Linked DNA regions of Hordeum vulgare: region 1 is linked to region 2. The links are chromatin contacts, called in public Hi-C maps. All regions are on one chromosome and are shown on one strand. The core of a region is the stretch at or near the end of the contact, and the rest is flanking DNA. Distances in the headings are between cores, read along the strand shown.

Evidence for each region. A called contact is a pair of places that touch in the nucleus more often than the background predicts.
Region 1: a Hi-C map of leaf shows a contact between it and region 2, with 4 times the contacts expected there. The contact joins the promoter of LOC123425485 here to the promoter of LOC123425484 in region 2. A contact is called at or near these places in 4 of 6 Hi-C or Micro-C datasets (leaf and seedling) and 1 of 1 datasets of contacts at active chromatin or transcription factors (embryo).

Annotation. Positions count from the first base shown.
Region 1 is chr2H:124,087,072-124,089,771 of MorexV3_pseudomolecules_assembly, forward strand. It overlaps LOC123425485 (queuosine salvage protein-like), which reads right to left and starts at 1,412. Exons shown (of 7, transcript XM_045109185.1): 1 at 1,190-1,412; 2 at 603-746. The coding sequence starts at 1,259.
Region 2 is chr2H:123,950,018-123,952,717 of MorexV3_pseudomolecules_assembly, forward strand. LOC123425484 (LOB domain-containing protein 37-like) reads right to left here and starts at 1,343. Exons shown (of 2, transcript XM_045109184.1): 1 at 1,030-1,343; 2 at 175-909. The coding sequence starts at 1,258. The coding sequence ends at 425.

The DNA of each region.
Region 1 (2,700 bases), core at 162-2,661, 140 kb after region 2:
AAATCTAAAAGGCCTAAAGTGACGAGAAGAAGAATACTGCACGACTGAACGTCTTAATACCCCAAACAATTGTCAAGTACATAAAGAGAGAAATAAATCGCCCCTCCTCTGCCCTAGCCACTTGTTGGCAGCATAGAAACCAACATAGAAGGTTGTTGACTCATATATAGCTACTAACAGAAAAATATACTAGATTAGAAATATCCATAAGTTCCTTGTGGTGTAAGCACTAGTGCTTGTTTTCAGAAAATACGAAGTTGATTTCTGCACTGTGAAAATCTACAAAACCTGAAGTCATGAGAAGAAGAATACTGCACGACCGAATGTCTTAATATCATTGTCAACAAGTAGACAAAGAAAAATAAACCGCCCCTCCTCTCCCCTAACCACGTGCTATGCTGTACAGGAGCAACAACACACGCATATTTTATACAGGAGCAAAAGAAATGCAAATGTAGAATCGCAACGCCTGATGTCTGCCAATGCTAATACCTTTCAGAATTCCTTAAGAAAAAGTACCACTCATAAGATAAGGACAATACATCACTCTAGTAATTTCTACATGTTCAGAACACCAAGTACGTTCCTGGCTGAACTAATACCTGGCCAGAAGCAAAAGTTCAGCGCATCCAAGACGAAGAGGTACTGCACAGTGAGCGGTCCATTGTCAAAGTAATGGATTCCTTCGAAATCCCACTCGACTTTTGGAACATTCCCCTGAATTTTGTCCACGGCCTTCTCAATCTCTGTGAAACGAACAAACGGGTAAGAGGAACAAAACTTAGAGTTTCACTTGGGACATTGGTCACAAAACAATGGAAGGATGAACATTGGCATAAACATATAAAAGCAAAGCAAAAATATGTATTCCATCAAGTCGTTCTTTTATAAGAAAATGATGAAAGCTGACCAAAACAACATGTAAGTGAAGTGGAATCTAGAACCTGAACATTGAAGTCCAATCCTACAACATGAAAATCAACTCTGGTTTCTTGCAGGGTCAATCGGATACTGCTTAGAAATACAATCGACTAATAACCCACCGGAAAAGCAAAGCCTATGAAGATGACACTGCGTGGCCTAAGAAATCCTAGCACCGTTCCAGAAAAAAGAAAAACATCCCTATGAATGAAGACGGTGCTCCCTTCCCTGGTCGGAAAAGTCCTAGCATCGTTCGGGAAACGGATACCTAGCATGTCAACCTTGACGTGGGAGGAGCGGCTGGCCACCCAGGCCGCCGACGCGCGCACGGCCTCCATGGCGGCGGGGCGAACAGGAATAGGATAAGGGACGCGGGGGAGGTCGGGACAATGGCGAGTCGGGAGGATTTAGGGGTGTGGGGGCGGAAACCGTGACGGCGGGGCGGAGTGGTGGTGTTGGTGTGGCCCGTGACCGCGAGGGCGACGCGGGTTTTAGCGTTTTTTCCTCCGGAGGGGGGGTTTGGTTGGCTTCTTGCTGCTCTCTCGATGGGCGCCTCCGAGGGCCTCGGAGAACCCCCGCTTGGCAGAAACACGAGGATTTTATTATTATTTTATTTATTTTTTTGCGGGGAAGAAACACGAGGAATTGCGCAGTGGGTGGGGCGCACAACAACCGGCTGTGCTCGGGTGGTCTGCTATGTTTGACCCACCTCCCGAACTGCTGAAATGACTGGATTGCCCCCACGTTCGTCTTCCTTTGCCCTCACCACCCTTCTTTTAAATAAAAAATAAATAAAAAGATAGATGCGGAAATTGCTTTTGGAGGTCGAGCTCCATGAAGGACTTAAAATTCAAACTTCAAATTTCATGAAAATTCGTATTTTAATATTTTAAAAAAATTGAAAAAGATACATAGATAGATGAAGGTATAATACACAAGTGTGTTAATTTTTAGAACAAAATACGTTGAAATGAGAGGTATGCAAAAAAGGCAAACGTGGAATTTTTTAACGCATGACACTATTTATCATTTCAGATCATGAATTGTCTATTTTATACAGGTCGCGTTTTAAAATATTTCAACCTGAAATTTTGCACACACAAGGATCACACCCTTGTTTAGTTGTATATTTTTTCAGATTTTTTGAAACTAAATTTTTTGAATTTTTTTTTTTAATTCGGCCTTCATGGAGACCGAGCTCCAAAACGCCATTCTCGGGTAGATGCCTCCTTTAGAATAGAGGGATTTTTTAGGAATTTAAAAATGATATTACTCCCTCCCTTCCAAAATATAAGACCCTTTAAAGATTTTACTATGAACTACATACGAAACAATCAGTGAATCTACATTTTAAAATATGTCTACATACATCTGTATGTAGTCCATCGGAATGGAGGGAGTGTAAGGGTTGGATGCGTTTTGCTGCACCGCTGGCGTTGTTGAGATTCTTAAGAAAAAAAATACTTTGTTTTAAAATAAAAGGTGTATGACTTTTTTGAAAAGTCAAGCTCTTCAAGTTTGTTAAATTTGTAGAGAAATATACCAGAACCCGTAATATCAAATCGGTATGATAGATTCATCATCAAATGATTTTTTTTGTTGTTGTTTAATATTGTGGATGTCAATATTTTTTGCTATGAACTTGATCAAAGTAAAAGAAATTTGATTTCCCAAAAAACTAATACCCTTTATATTTTGGAACTTATGTAATATTTAGTTTGGCGAGTGGGAGAGATGATGGAGTGTGTTTATTTTATTAATAATGCGGAGAATTAATGG
Region 2 (2,700 bases), core at 93-2,592:
CGGGGGAAGAGCAGATCTCAGAAAAGAAAACAATAGGTAGAGTACTGTAGGAGCAATGGCGTATTAGCACACGCAATCGCTGGGCAAACGCTAATCACGCTTCAGATAAGATCAGAGAGAGAGGGAGAGCTTTAGTGTGCTCTTATTTAACGATCTTTGTAGTACTACTAGTGCTAAGAAAGCAGCGGTACTATTATCGGAGTAGACAAGAAACAAAGCCGGCCGGGGCGGTCTCATCTAGTCATCTCCGTGTCACACCAAGCCGGCGGTTCATGCACGCCCAAAAAAGAATCAAAGGACGCGTCGCCGGTGGGACGAGAGGCTACCAAAAAGTTCAGCTGGTTCCAGCGCCAGCGAGCGAGCAGCACATCGATCGATCGCGCGGTACTAGGATATAAATGAAGGCGCAAATTAACTAGCTTCATTAAACAAAAAGATTCAGCAGCTCCGGCTCCTTGTCGCCGTCGGCGCCTGCGCCAGCGGTCGTGGTCACGGAACCGTCGGAGCTCATCGACGGCGTGCCGGCCCGCCTCGCCCGCCTTTCCCCCTCCGCCGCTGCGGCCGATCCGGGGGTGAGGAAAAGCCCGAGATCGCAGGAGGGCTCCTGGTGGTGGGACGCGGCCTCCGGCGCCCAGGTCTTCCTCGGCGTCACCCGCTTTGCCATCGAGTACGTGGAGCACCCCACCACGGCGCGCCTGGAAGAGGAGGCGAAGAGATCGCTGCCACCGACACCGCCTTCTGGGACGCCGCCCGCGAGCTCCGGCAGCGGGCGTATGGCGCCGCCCCGGAGCACGGTCTGGACCGCAGCCTCGCAGAGGTGCCAGCTCCCCGCCCAGAGCAGCCCCACCGCGCCGCCCACCGGGTTGATCGTCCGCCCCGCCGCCTCGTACAGCAGCGACTGGAACACGGCTGCAATCCGCAACAAACACCATACAAACATCAGCCAAAGGCAACATATGAATCGTCGTACCAAGAAGAAGAAGAAGAAGAAGAAGAGCATCGATCCCCAGTCCGTCCGTGCGTGCGTACCTGGGCGCTGCGACTCGGGGACAGCGGTGAGGAAGGACATGAGCCCGGCGCGGCCGAAGAACTTGGCGGCGAAGATGGTGGCGTGGCCCTGGGCGTCGGCGCCCTCGATCCAGAGCAGGCACGGGCGCAGCATGCAGGCGTCGTTGCACCCCTTGCGCAGCACGCGGCAGCCGTTGCAGCTCATCCCCGACGTCGACGTTGACACCGCCGCCCGCTCACTCCCTCTCATACAAGAGCCAACCAACCCCGATCAAGAACCCGACCTCGCCCACGGCCACGGAGGGGCGGGGTATATAAGCACAGACACAGGCAGCGCCGCGCCCAGCCGAGGAGGGGGGAGGTAACCAGGGTGGGGCCGGGTCGGGTGACCGTGGGGAGTGGGCGGGTTAACTCTCTCTCGCGCGCGCGCGCGTGCTGAGGTAAAGCGGAAGAGGTTCCAGGCTCCAGGGGTGCGGGGGCGGCTCCGTGTCTCCGCGGCCGGTCGGTGCGAGCGCGGGCCGTCGGATCGAGGACTGGACACGGACAGCGGGTGGGGGCCGCCGGCTCGGGTGGTGCGCCTCGCGTTCGCCCCGTCCGGGCTGCCGCCTCGCTTTCCTGTGTTTTTCCGCCACTCTTTTTCCGCGCTTTTGCGGTGTGCGTGGATCCGCACCTTGGGCTGCCCACGTACGTCCTGCGTTTTGGAGCCTTGTGTCCCTCGGCCAGTGCTCCATGCACACAAACTTTCCTCGCTAAAACAAATCGCTCCATGCATCCGGCGCATGGACCCTCCACCGCTTTTGGTGCGCCGAATCACTCGCTGCTGGCAGTACAGCATCAACGCCATTGGATCGAGCAGCCGGAAAGCCAAAGGCCTCATTCGCTTCCGGTTTATATATATATATATATATATATATATATATATATATATATATATATATATATATATATATATATATACTATCTCGTAAAATCGTGACGGGATACCTTGCGAAAGCTAACCAAGAATAAAATAAAATAATTGCCTGCCTATGGCCCGTCGTCGCATATTTTCCGCGGCTCGCACAAATTCTCGGGAGGTCCAGCAACAGTGAACCTAGGATGCCTTCCGCCTTTTTCGGCTGGTGCAAGCCTTTTCTCGTCGCCGCACCGCACCGCGCCGCATGTCAGCAGTACAGAGTGCAGTGGCTCACGCAGTGGTGCAAGTTGCCCAAGGCATCTTGGCTTTCTGTTTCGGTCGCACTTGGCCGTGCCGCGCCGGTTCGTGCCTTCCTCGCAAGCGTTCCGGTTTCCCCTCGTATCGGCAAGACGGCAACGCAATCGGAATCGGGTCGGGTCGCCATCCACCAGCTGCGGGACGCGGCTTCCATCGCCGGTAGCGTTGGCGTTTAGCCGCTTCACACCAAAATCTTATCCTGGCCGAATATTTATTTTTTGCTTTTCTGCTGGAGGAAACCGAGTGCGTCGATCCGCCAACAGTTAATTCAATTCTAGACCAGCATGTCAACGTGTACGGGAATTGGCATGGATCAGCCGTGATTGTCACTAGTCTCGTGACTCGTGAGACCTCGTCCCAGAGCATCTTCAGTAGAGGAGGCTAGCATATCATTACAATTCTCTTCGGACTCACGAGTGCTCGTCGTAGAGCAAGCTTCAATAATAGAGCGGAGGCGGTCTTCTCCAAGTCCATGCTAT